Regions from separate parts of the Mus musculus genome. Here all the other regions are linked to region 1. Evidence: chromatin contacts called from public Hi-C data. All regions are on one chromosome and are shown on one strand. The core of a region is the stretch at or near the end of the contact, and the rest is flanking DNA. Distances in the headings are between cores, read along the strand shown. Region 1 has its middle 290 kb from the start of Gm31326. Region 2 overlaps Ppp2r3a (protein phosphatase 2, regulatory subunit B'', alpha). Region 3 overlaps Ephb1 (Eph receptor B1). Region 4 overlaps Ephb1 (Eph receptor B1).

What was found. A called contact is a pair of places that touch in the nucleus more often than the background predicts.
Region 2: a contact with region 1 is called in a Hi-C map of cortical neurons, with 4 times the contacts expected there. The contact joins two enhancer-like sites. A contact is called at or near these places in 21 of 484 Hi-C or Micro-C datasets (adipose-derived mesenchymal stem cells, cerebellar granule neurons, cerebellum and 13 more) and 3 of 115 datasets of contacts at active chromatin or transcription factors (astrocytes, embryonic forebrain and forebrain).
Region 3: a contact with region 1 is called in a Hi-C map of cerebellum, with 4 times the contacts expected there. The contact joins two enhancer-like sites. A contact is called at or near these places in 3 of 484 Hi-C or Micro-C datasets (cerebellar granule neurons, cerebellum and uterus) and 3 of 115 datasets of contacts at active chromatin or transcription factors (astrocytes, embryonic basal ganglia and embryonic midbrain).
Region 4: a Hi-C map of cortical neurons shows a contact between it and region 1, with 2.7 times the contacts expected there. The contact joins two enhancer-like sites. A contact is called at or near these places in 3 of 484 Hi-C or Micro-C datasets (cerebral cortex and cortical neurons) and 2 of 115 datasets of contacts at active chromatin or transcription factors (embryonic basal ganglia and embryonic midbrain).

What each region holds. Positions count from the first base shown.
Region 1 is chr9:101,688,820-101,691,800 of GRCm38.p6, reverse strand. No RefSeq gene overlaps it. Among named protein-coding and RNA genes, the nearest start is that of Gm31326, 290 kb to the left of the region's middle. Within about 2 kb of position 1,535, at least 37 of the 459 cell types and tissues checked have an H3K27ac peak or open chromatin away from gene starts, as enhancers often do. A contact at or near this core is called in cerebellum, cortical neurons and stem cell-derived neural stem cells, where this site is marked.
Region 2 is chr9:101,178,914-101,181,894 of GRCm38.p6, reverse strand. It overlaps Ppp2r3a (protein phosphatase 2, regulatory subunit B'', alpha), which reads left to right. Exons shown (of 14, transcript NM_001161362.3): 5 at 1,458-1,560. Among named protein-coding and RNA genes, the nearest start is that of Gm24338, 43 kb to the left of the region's middle. Within about 2 kb of position 1,459, at least 33 of the 459 cell types and tissues checked have an H3K27ac peak or open chromatin away from gene starts, as enhancers often do. A contact at or near this core is called in cortical neurons and stem cell-derived neural stem cells, where this site is marked.
Region 3 is chr9:102,182,671-102,185,651 of GRCm38.p6, reverse strand. The region is part of intron 3 of Ephb1 (Eph receptor B1); the gene reads left to right. Among named protein-coding and RNA genes, the nearest start is that of Gm31233, 26 kb to the left of the region's middle. Within about 2 kb of position 1,566, at least 5 of the 459 cell types and tissues checked have an H3K27ac peak or open chromatin away from gene starts, as enhancers often do. A contact at or near this core is called in cerebellum, where this site is marked.
Region 4 is chr9:102,136,837-102,139,817 of GRCm38.p6, reverse strand. The region is part of intron 3 of Ephb1 (Eph receptor B1); the gene reads left to right. Among named protein-coding and RNA genes, the nearest start is that of Gm31233, 72 kb to the left of the region's middle. Within about 2 kb of position 1,482, at least 14 of the 459 cell types and tissues checked have an H3K27ac peak or open chromatin away from gene starts, as enhancers often do. A contact at or near this core is called in cortical neurons, where this site is marked.

The sequences.
Region 1 (2,981 bases), core at 286-2,785:
AACCCCTCAAATTGTGGTTGTCTTTCTGTTTCCGTGGGAGAGCGAGTCACAACATGACGGACTGCAGAAGCAACTGAGCTTAAGATTCTTACTACAGCAGAAGACACCAGGAAAGGAACAGTTATGGGAAGGGCCTCAGGATAGGGCAATGAGGAGGACATCAAGTCCAGGGATGAACCAGGTAGCCTCAGACAGTGACATCAGACACATAACGAAGGTGCCGAGTCTTCATTACCCTGCCCGTCTTGTCAGCAGGAGGGCTGGAGGGTCCCCAAGAGCCATGTGTCCAGATGGACCATACCAGGAGAAACGCCATGTGTAGCTAGTTCTTTGGAGGTGCCTGTGACCCAGTGGGTAACAGTTCTATTCCTTTTCTAGAAATTAAAATAAATAAGCAAGAGAAGCAATCTGGAGGCTTCCCGATACAGATGAGGGAACCATCCGTTGCTCAGTTTTGTCTTCCTAGAAAGGGCAGATGCCAAACATGATCTTCCCCTGTTCTGCTGGTACATTATTTTCCCCCTTCTTTGCAGGCTGGCTTTTCTCGGCTGTCTTTTTGAATACCTCGAGCAGAACACCCCTGTCTTGTTAATGACTTCAAAGATACCAGGTCCACTGTGCAGCGAGTGATAAAAATGTACACAGCATGTGTTGGATAAATTAATAAACTCTCTGGAGCCTACGAGTCCTCAGGCCCAGCAGCACCGTAATGAAATGTTATTCTGAAGTGGAGGAGGTGGGAAGGAGAAGGGGAGCAGTATTTAATATATGCAAATTAACTAGTATGCAAATTGTCACTAAGTTAAAAATAACGGACTGCGAGAGGAGCCCATTTTTTAAGCAGCTTGTTTATTCATTAGCCTAATTTCCATTATCAATCCTTCTGTTTTCTTCTTTATTAAGTACTCACATTTGGGGAAGTTTGCTTCCTACAAATTGTGTTTTACTCCAAAAACCCATAACAATGCTTAAAACAATCACCATATATTAGCTTCTCTCTGTCTCCTTGATTTTGCCCTTAGCGAGCATCCTTTCTTTTCTTCCTGTTGCTTACCTCTCCTGGTCTTCCCTATCTCGGTTCTCCGGGACCTTTTGTTTCATTGCTGAAGGCGGCTCCTACACGGCAAGGGGCGAAGTGAGGAGAAGCCGCTTGCCTTAAAAGATCTTATTCTAAGGACCCCTTCTCCCAGGCGCTCACCTGGATAGGGTGGACGTTGCCACGCAAAAAGCAGCCCAGTTTGTTTTGTAGACCACCAGCATCCCCTGGCTAAGTAACAGAACAGCCAGAAAAATGCTCATCCCGATTCGGGTCTGTATATGGCCTCCTCAGCTTGAGACAGACCTTATATACAATGTTAAGACAAATTGGCATCCAAAATCCAACTCTTTTGTCTCAAGGAGCCGAGCCGCCACCTCGCTATGTGCAAGCTCTGGTGCCCCCTCGAGGCCAAGAACGGAACAGACCGTGGAGAGTCCTGGCAGATGCTGAAGTAGGCAGGAGGGTTCACACAAAGCCTTTGGTTGAAGCTTTCAGAAAGCAGGCTCCTTGAAAGAGGGGGCGCCTGTGAGCAGCTGTGGAGGGGGACTTATGGGTTTAGCCTTCCCTAAAGCTGCAAGGCTGAAAGGTTGGTTATTGTTTCAGCTGTTGTCATTTTGCACGTGGTTTTTAATCACATTGTTAATTTGGGCAGTAAAATAGGGTTTTCCAGGTTTTTCTCTGAACGTGCTGCTAGATAGCATCTGTACAGGCTCTGTGCCCCTGGCATGTGCATCTTAGATGTTGAAAGGCACACATTGAGGCTCAGGATTCTCATGCCCTTGGAGTCCTGTGGCCAAGCTACCCTGGGAACCCAAGGCTGGTCACCCCAGGATCCCCACTGCATACCTGAATATGCCAAATGATTTCACAGTGACCACAAATTCCCAGAGCAGATAATTCCAGCTACAGCGGTCACTGGTGTTTATAACCTCCCAAGAGACATACTATGTCAGAGGGGGGAAGCTATGGTTTTCATCTCTTCACTCGGGGTCTGAGCTTTGGTCAGCTCCCCTACCCCCACAGGCACACACACTAAAGTACCCATTACTCAAGGGCAATGGCATCAAATGTAAAGGGTCACACTTAGGCAGCTGCCAGAGATCAGCTGCAGACAGGAGGTGGCTAGGGACTGAATTTACATCAGCTTCTGAGCCTCTAGTCCAGACAGCAATCTCCCAAAGCTCTTAAAAAAATGGTGTCAAATGGCCAAAGACCTTCAAGAGACAATGGCATCAGAAATGGTCTCTGACACTAAATGCTGAGGGGAACCAGAAAGATAAATCATTATCATTTAAGCTCTGCGCGTTTTTTTAGACATAGTGTTTTTGCAATGTTTCCATAGAATGAAGAAATAAATCACCCTGCCCTTGACACTTTTAATAACTTTAAGAATGTGGTTAGGGTAATACTTAACTTTATTGACATATTGTATGGTTCATCCATCTCATCAAATGTCAATGAAACTTCGATGAGTATTAACTGAGGGCCCATAATACACTAGGAACTGGCTAGAAACACCCCCTCCCCCCGCCGAGTTCTCAAGTACCTTCCAGAAGCTCTCACTCACCGGCTTGACTGCTTCTGTGGAAATCGATCGCCTAGAAGGTTGTGCTTGAGGTTTGGAAGCTGGGACTCAGCAGAATCTAGCTAGGGAATTTGGTTTGCTGACTTTGGGGGGAGGGGGGAAATCCCTTCTTGGACTATTTGTGAGTATTCTCAGATTTAGGTGCCTCCTGTGAGCTTGGGACACAGACATGATAAATGGCCATTGGACAGTTGTGCTCCAGAGAGTCTGTGCAGCTTCTATAACTCAAGGTGGGCTCTGGAATTGCCTGGTCTCTACTTTCACAGAACAGGAAATAAGCCCAGGTAGGATCAACTCTTCAAAGTCACAATGCTACAACATAGCAGAACACTTGAAAATTGACTGTCTTGATTCTCA
Region 2 (2,981 bases), core at 210-2,709, 510 kb after region 1:
CTTTGAAAGCTGATGTAAGAAGATTGCTATGAATTCCTGCATAGTGTGGGCTGCAATATAAGATACCATATTTTAAGACCAAAAAGTATTCAAGCACAAAGAATAACTAGAAGGTGATAATATAGAATTACAATATTTTGACATAGACACATGCATCCTGGCTTACTCTGTTAGTGAGAGCTGTATAGAATTTGAAGTTGAATAGTGAAGTCCTAAGCATAAGGAAATCATTTCCCTGCTGTCAGAGTGCCTTTGGGCTGGATTTAGAACAAGCACCTTAAATTCTCCCCTCCTCTTACGAGCTCTGCACTGGGTGTTGCCCAGACGCTGTAATGACTCTCTCACCAGGCATCTGTGCATGCGGCCCTCCTCACCACAACACTTCTTTCTTTCCTATTTTTCTCTGCTGGAAATCTCACGGGCCTGCTCTGTGCTTTCATGACAGCTGTACTCATTACTCAATACCGCAGTGGTTCCACAGTCGTATGATTCTGTTGGAAACCAAACACTGAACTGTACATTCCTTATAGGGAATAAAACTATCTCATTTTCTTTTATCCAAACCCATTCAAGGCCAGATAAAATACCTGACATACAGTTTGCATTCAATAATCAATTTGATTAATGAAGGAAAATCAGAAAATCTGGAGTTAATAATTAGATATAGATGATAAGAAAAAATTAAATGACCCCAAAGTTTCAAACCCAGAAAACAAAGTCTGAGTAGCACCCTTTTCCCTATTGTTATTGTTCTGGGTTTTGTTTTCAAGACACGGTTTCTGTCCTGGAACTAGCTGTCCTGGAACTAGTTCTGTAGTCCAGGCTGGCCTCAAACTCACCAAGATTGCCCTAGTTCTGCCTCCCAAGTGTTGGCATTAAAGTCATGTGCCACCTCTGCCTGGCTTAGCACCACCATTTTTACAAAAACTAACAAACATAAAAAACAAAGTCCAGGAAAAAGTAGTTGTTTTGCTTTTTCAGTGCTTTGACTTTTCTGTCAGGGTCTATGGAACTATGGTTGGAGGTGAGGAATTCTAGAAAGTCAGAACACGTGACAGAGGGCTTCGTCCCGAAGCTTGTTCTTTAAAAGTCAGAGTTTAAAGCCCCGTGAGGCTTAACTGAATGAGCCTTCTCCCTAATAACACATTTACCTTTATCAGTTAGTTTCACCCCATGGTCTCGGTCTCAAAAACATCCCAGAAGAAAAGTTCACCATCCTGTAATTGACACTCCTTTGACAAAAACCAGAAGCATGGAAGCCATGGTCAGGGGTAACAGTAGTAGGGGACTTGCACAAAGCTTACCCTTTAATTCCCAGCACTGAAAATGAAAAGACAAAGAACATTTGATTCTTAATCTAAATAGCACCCAAGTCAGCCTAAAATTACCAGCCTGTAAGTGTGTAGTCATTGTATGTTCTGAGCACCAGATCTTCCTAACCAGTGTTTCTTTTGTAGGTTGCTAAGTAACCGTCATGACGATGCTGCCAAGTTCATCTGGCTTCTGGCAAAGCCCAGCTGCAGCTATCTAGAACAAGAGGATTTTATCCCTTTACTTCAGGTGATATTTTTTTTTGTACCTTTTAAAAATGGAATTTATTTTTGGAGTATGAAAGGGGGTTTTTTGTTTGTTTCTTTGGCTGGTTGTTTCTGAAATTTTTTGTTTGTTAATAACGGCGTCTTACTGTATAGCCAGTGCTAACATCAAACTCTTAATCCCAAATGCTAGGATTAAGGTATATACCACCATATACCTTATGGTGATTTTTTTTCATTTTAAAGTATATCTATACTTGTAAAGTATAACTATAATTTTTCATTTTAAAGTGTAACTATGCAACTGAGCTACATACATCTAGAAGCCAGATTGTTAAGAATGGTTTTCAAATTGTTTTAGTAGTAAAAAAATCTTGTTAGATGGAATCTAAAACAAAACTCAGTATAAAATGGACAAAGCAGGGCTGTTTCCACTGTATCCAGCCTCCTCCCTAGCCAGTCGCGGTAAGCATGGAGCATCTCAGGAAACTGTAGAATTTAACATCAGCCATCGTTAAGAACCTAGCAGGAACTGATAGTATTTGGAAGAGATAAAATCAGTTTTCTTAATGGAGTGATCCTGGGTGTATCAACAGTTCTCCAGGGCAAACCTCATTGGAAGAGTTTGGAAGAGTTGGCCAACATAAAATGAACTAGGTTGCGAGGGGGGTAGGGGGACCAGGACGGGATGTTTTCTTGTTGTTTGTTTCTAAGAATGAGAAAAACAAAGTTGAGGATCAAAGTTGAGAAAGAATATAATCAAAATAATGTTGTATGGAAATCTTTAAAGAATCTGGTCAGAAACAAGAAAAGGCTATGAAATAATCAGAATAACTGTCACGAACTCTGTAGTCTGGGAGTTCGGTGAATCCTGACTCTTTGGTTTACGCACATATCTAAATGGCTCTCTGATTTCCCACTAAGATCTATTTGTAACAGAAGATTAGAATAGGAAAAAGAGCTGTGCATGATGGTGCTTGCTCGTGCCTGCCTGTAATCCTAGCACTGGAGACAGCAAGAGGATATAACCTACACTATTAAAATACCAAGAGCTGTCTCAAGAAACCAGTGGATGAATGATGAAATAAGAGAATGGAAACTTGAATCAATTATACTGAGGTTTGCAAGGACAGTTGCCACTAGCCCATAAAGGTAGGCAGGAGCACAGTAAAAAGAAAGCATGTGTAGGCGAGAAAAACAAGACACAAAGCCTGCGTATCAGAGCTTTCCAGCCTAGGAATCATTTAAGTTAAGGGCAGTAGGCCTTATTACTACCCCGGATTTCAGGGAGATTAGTGATTTATGCTATCTCCATAGCTCTCTATTTACTCATCCAGGGAACACAATTGTTTGGGACAATTTGCACTGATGGAACCAAATAAATGAAAACAACAGGACACTTCTCATTTTTTCTTTTCTGCTTCAGCAATGTTAAAACCTGTTGTT
Region 3 (2,981 bases), core at 317-2,816, 490 kb before region 1:
ATTTCACCAACCCATCCTTTCTAGACTTTATACTCCTTCACTTCCCTCCTCTCCCCTCCCCTCCCCTCCCTTCCCTGGGGAACTTGGAATCACACTCACCTCCTCTCTGACAAGCTCTCTACCTTAGGCTTGATATTCATCTTCCCACTGTGCTGAAGGCCTGGTCCTGCTTCTGTTCTGGCCTGGGATGCTGCTCAATGCTACCTTGAGCATCTTTTGGATTTTCTCCTCCAGCTCTGAGGTATCTTTCTGCACCATAGACATCCCTGCCTTTCAGGCTTGCCTCAGTCTCCCTCTTTCTTCCCCTGCATTCCCTTCCTCCTCACTTCTATTGTCCCTTCCTATTTCCTTCTCTTTCTCAACTCCCCCTTTAAAAAAAAAGTAAATGTACTTATATTTTAAAGTAAACAGAATATTGTAAAGAGGAACAATAGATGAAAATAATAAAACAAATTTCCAGCATGGTGCCAGCAATAACAGTAGGGCTCAGCAGGTTAAAAAAGATCTCTGCTGAAGGACCTTTGTTTAATCCTCTAATCCCATGAGGAAAGGAGAGAAAGAGACTTCACACATACACTATGACCTGTGCACTCTGGCCCTCACACACAATAAAAATAAATAAGGTAAAGATTAATGCATTCATAGTATATGCTTGAAAGGCTAGCTGACTATCTACTTTGCCCCACTGAGGAGGGCCAGTATATAAACTCACTTCAGTATTGTCTTGTGTTTTCATTCTGGTGGCTCTGTCTTTGGTATGCAGCACACTTTTCTGCGTTGACTCTGCTGAAACGCTACCATAGCGTGGCTGTGTTGTGGACTCAGGACAGTGAGCTAGGTACATCGCCATATTCTCTTGTGACTTGATCTCATAAATCCTTAGTTGCTCTTTGATGCATGTGGTAGTGACGCTGGAAGACAGAGAAGCTCGGTAGCTTTCCCAGGCTCATGTATATATAGCACAGGACTCTAGGCACTGGGGTCTGTTGCTTGTAACTCCTCCTAGCCGGAGAAGAGCTAAGATTCACTTACTAGAGGGTTTTCGACTTGTGGGTGGTGGCTTCGGATAGAAGCTTCCACTGAGGTGCTGAGAGTCTGTTCTGCACCTGGGGATCTCCTGGATAATGCTTCTTTCCTGTGGGCTACAAATGCACCAGGAGATCTACAGAGTGGCCACAAGTCACTGCTCAGAGTGCCCTGCCATATACCTATACCCAGCTCACAGTTTCTTCCTGTCCTCACAAACTCTAATAGGCAGTGGCCATCTGTCAAGTGAAAGCAAAACACATCCAAAGCAAAAACGCGTAAACGGAGGGTGCTGGCTGGAGAGAAGGTGGGACCCTTCATTGAGAGAAAGCTGAAGAAAGTATCCCAGCCTCAGGGAGCAGTGGGGACTCGGAAGAACCAAGAACAGGGCCCCAGGCAGGCATTTTTGGACTGAAGATGGCAGAGGCAGATGGAGACAGTTACCAGTGATGGCAGAGGCCTTGTCTGTCTGTTGTTCAATACAGCGACACGTTGTGCACAAACAAGCAGAAAGAACCCAGCGGAACGGCCGGGAGCGCATCCGTTATGAAAGCCTTTCCCTAGAAGCTGGCGATAACATATCAGCCTGACAGAGGACATAAGGTCAGTGCAACGTGTGCATTTCAAGTGGAAAACGACAGTCTGTTCTCTGCGAGAGACGGATGGGGCGGCGTGTGGAAGTTACATGGAATATGTGAAAACTCTGCCAAATCATGAGCTTGGCAAAATTTGCCTGTTCTGGGAGTTAGGCGATTTGGGGGTCGGCATTTGGTTTCCGGGTCTGTCACACACATGCCTGCACTCCTCTCAGTGTGGAGGCCCCTGTGACTTGGAGCTCTTTCCTCTCCTCATTGGCTCTGCTTGCCTTTCCCCTTGCTAACTGCAGCCGAATCTTTCTTTCCATTTCTTTTCTTTAGCCTGATCGCCCCGCCCTCGCCTGTCTTCTTTCTAGATTGATTCCAAAGAGAAAACAGAGAAAGCTTCTCACTGGTAGAGTTTTTCATAAACCAATTTCTATCTCTGTTCCTTGTTTTATTATCAATCTCGCCCCTCCTCCCGCCTCTGGGAAACTGTTCAGATTTGAATTTCCATTTACAAAATTAATTCCTTAACATAGTAAAATATAGGAAATCAATGCCTATCATGGAAATCAATTGCAAATATTATAAGAATGATTTTGTCATCAAAATAATTAATATATAACATACATGTTCATAATAATTTCATTAATTAAATTTCTTACTGTTTTTTTTTTTTAACTTTAAAAGCATCTCTCTAGAATGCCCCAGTGCTCTGTTCTATTTTTCTGGCTTACATGATGTTTCGTTCAGCTTCTCTAACCACATCCCTGATTTTTCTTGATAAGAGTTCTTCTCATCTCTCCATTGCGTCTTTCAAATCTGTCAGCCACAAGTTAAGAGCTAGAAGCCAAGCCATTGGCTGTTGTATGTGACTCAAATGGTTGGGAGTCACTGATCTGTCTTGCATGTCCATGCTGCCCTTCTCCCATGGCATTTCTGCCTGCCAACCCAGCTTCCCTGCTTCCCTAAGAGTTGTCGTCGCTGATGAAAGCCATTGTTGGGGAGTTGTACTGGCTAGTTTTGTGTCAACTTGACACAGCTGGAGTTATCACAGAGAAAGGAGCTTCAGTTGAGGAAATGCCTCCATGAGATCCAACTGTAAGACATTTTCTCAATTAGTGATCAAGGGGGAAAGGCCCCTTGTGGGTGGGGCCATCTCTGGGCTGGTAGTCTTGGGTTCTATAAGAGAGCAGGCTGAGCAAGCCAGAGGAAGCAAGCCAGTAAAGAACATCCCTCCATGGCTTCTGCATCAGCTCCTGCTTTCTGACCTGCCTGAGTTCCAGTCCTGACTTCCTTTGGTGATGAACAGCAGTATGGAAGTGTAAGCCGAATAAACCCTTTCCTCCCCAACTTGCTTCTTGGTCATGATGTTTG
Region 4 (2,981 bases), core at 233-2,732, 450 kb before region 1:
ATTAGCATATATTGATTTTTTTCCCTAAGAGTCTGGCTTCATAATGACATTTTCATATAAGTATATTATGGTAGACTTTGGCCATACTCAGCACCCCTGCCCTGACTTTGTCCTTCCTTCCCTACCTCTCTCCTCATAAAAAATGATGGCAAAGAGACTGCTGTGGACTAGAGGTGCTTTAGAGAACGATCAAGGAAGAGCTTTCTGAAGAGGTAACACCTGACCTGGTCACTTTGAAATGCTCTTGGCTAAGAGTCCATTTTCAATAAACCACAGATATGACGAATAAAAGTGCAAACTCCGGATGATGTCTTACAATTAAACAGGCATTAGAAAGCCCAGTGTGGCTTGAGGTTCACTCATGGATCAGGGCATCAGTGGCTTAAATGACGTAATGGGACACATGACAACACCCACCAGTGCTCTGACTGGTGGGTGCCAAGTACACTTGGCAATGGATCCAGCTGAGAGAGGACCAAGGCTGATGAAAGCCACCACCAATCCTGTGGTGTAAGAAGCAAGATCAAGCCAGTAGCCGGTTGCCTTGTGCATGGCCCAAGCTAGCCCAGTCAGACAGGCACACTGTCATGGCTACTGAGGCCCAGGCTGCATAGCCTCCCATGCCTTAAGAATATTGTATTTCTCATTCTCCAAAATCAAAATATGACTTTCATTGCCCCTCAGCAAAGCCTCTCTTCTCTGGTTGGACACTTCCCTTATAGATGCCTGACAGACTCATCTCTTAGGAGGCTGGCCAGGAGGATTCTCTTCCTCCAGAGATTCCCATACTGCCTTCCCAGTGGCCTTTGCTTCCGCCCCCACTCTCACTCCCAAACAGCATCCTTTCTGTCTCTAAGCATCATCTGGAAATTAACAGGAGACAAGGAGGCAGAATTGGCAGCCTCCTTCCTCAGGCAGAATGGGAAAGATTGTTTAAATTTAGGCCTCACCCTCCCAGAATGAAAACAAGTTATTTTTATGTGAGCCAGTATTTGTTATTGAATTAAATATAAGTACAGGGCACTTCTCCTAATTTATAACACAGTGTGGGTGCCGAGGGCCTGCGTCATCCTGCCCGCCTGCGCCGGCCCGGCAGCTTCTTGGCTTCCCACCCCTCTGTGCTCATCTGTCATGGTTGTCTCTCCTAAGTTTGTCAAATGTAACGTGAAAGGAAGGGAAATTAAAGGAAAACAAAAGAGAGGATTTTTTTTCCAAGTGGCAAAATCAGATTTATCCTAAGGTAATTAAATGTGTAAGAACAAAAGATTACAAATAGTATGTGTGTGTGTGTGTGTGTGTGTGTGTGTGTGTGTGTGTGTGTGAGTGTGTGCACATGTATAGTGAAACAGAATAAATCATTATTTCCCAGGCAGCCAGAGCCCTCTGATGAATCTTAAATTCAGGTGCTTATGTAGCAGAGTAGGCAGGGGAACCATAGAGAGCTTTGTTTGGCTGGGCTTGTTGGCTCTGTGCTCCCAGCTTAGCACCTGTTTTGGAAGCTCATCACTTGAGTGCTGGAGATAGGGGAACAGAGGAGGTCTGACATGACTGGTAGAATTCCACATCATTTTCTGTCTACTCTCTCCTTTCTATAGAACCCTACCCCCTACCTAGGATGGTCTCAGTGGTGTTGGCAAGGCACCTGCCACTTAGATACTTACTAGTCTTTTTTGTTTTCTGTCCCAGCCTTTGGAAGCTGAATACACTAGGGTCAAGGACAGTATCTTCATTGTGACATTTCCAGATGTTTGCCACAGGGCCTCGTCTGCTGTGTCAGTTCATCGATGTTTATTAGATGAAATGGTAGAGGAGATTAAAAATGGAGAGGTGGAGGGAGGGGCCCAGTGGGAACCATTATACATCCATATGCATTTAGGTCCTTTACTGGGCTTGGTCACTACCATTGATGTGAATGCCAAGGACACAGGTACATTTACTTGAGGACCTGAAGCCTAGGCTTTGAGGTAGGTGTCTTGAGATCCCCAGAGAGGACGGGAGAGCATGAGAAACAGTGATAGAGGAGACGGTGCTCAGCCTGAGTCATGAGAGTGGGCAATTCTTTGATGTTCAGGTGAGTGCCTACCTCTTACGCAGGTCCCCAGGGGCTTAGATTCCAAAGGAAGCTGGCTGTCACCCTATCTTCCATACTCTGGCTCTCTTAGACCCACTGCAGCACAGCTATTTCAAGGTACAGTTCTGCTGAGTGTCCAGGGAAGCATATGGTACTGTCCTGGGGACATTGAGCAAGGGCTAACCTCTAGGGTTTTTCCTGGACAGGATGCTCAGGGTGGCTGCCTCCTCCTCTTCCTCCTCCTCCTCCTCCTCCTCCTCCTCTGGGACCTTGCTGATGCTGTGAGATTATTTAGTTTTTGCCTTTCCCCATCTTTGCCTTCCCCTTTCAAAGATAAGCTCGAATGTTACCTCCTTCCTCTTCTGGGCTCACAACAATCCCCACCCTCCTTTGTTTATTTATTGTTTATGTTTTGCAACAGGGTTTCTCCCTCTTTCATCAGCTGACCTGAAAGTTACCATATAGGCTAGCTCTAAAAGTGTGGTGATGCTTCTGCCTCTGCCTCCCAAATGATGAGATTGCAAAGCATAACCACACCCAGCTCCACTTCTTAAAGGACCCCTGTCTTCTGCGATATCTTCCCAGCTTCACAAAAGACCTCAGACTCTCCCAACATATCCAGCAGACTCTGATCTCACATTCACAGTGATGTCCCTGTCAGTGGCTTCACCATCAAAGCCATTAAGTGGGCTGCATGTGTTACTTCCCTCCAGCATAAGCAGTGTCCCAGGTGGGCATGGCCTCTGGAGACATGAAGTCACACCTAGAATTTTTTCCCCATTGGATCCAAGGCAATATGTAGGAGAACGAGATTATGGGTTTATAGTTTCAGAGGGTGAGCCCATGACTATCACGGTGGGAAGTATGGCAGCAGTTATACAGTCTTCAGTCTCCAGGTGGTCCTTGTTAA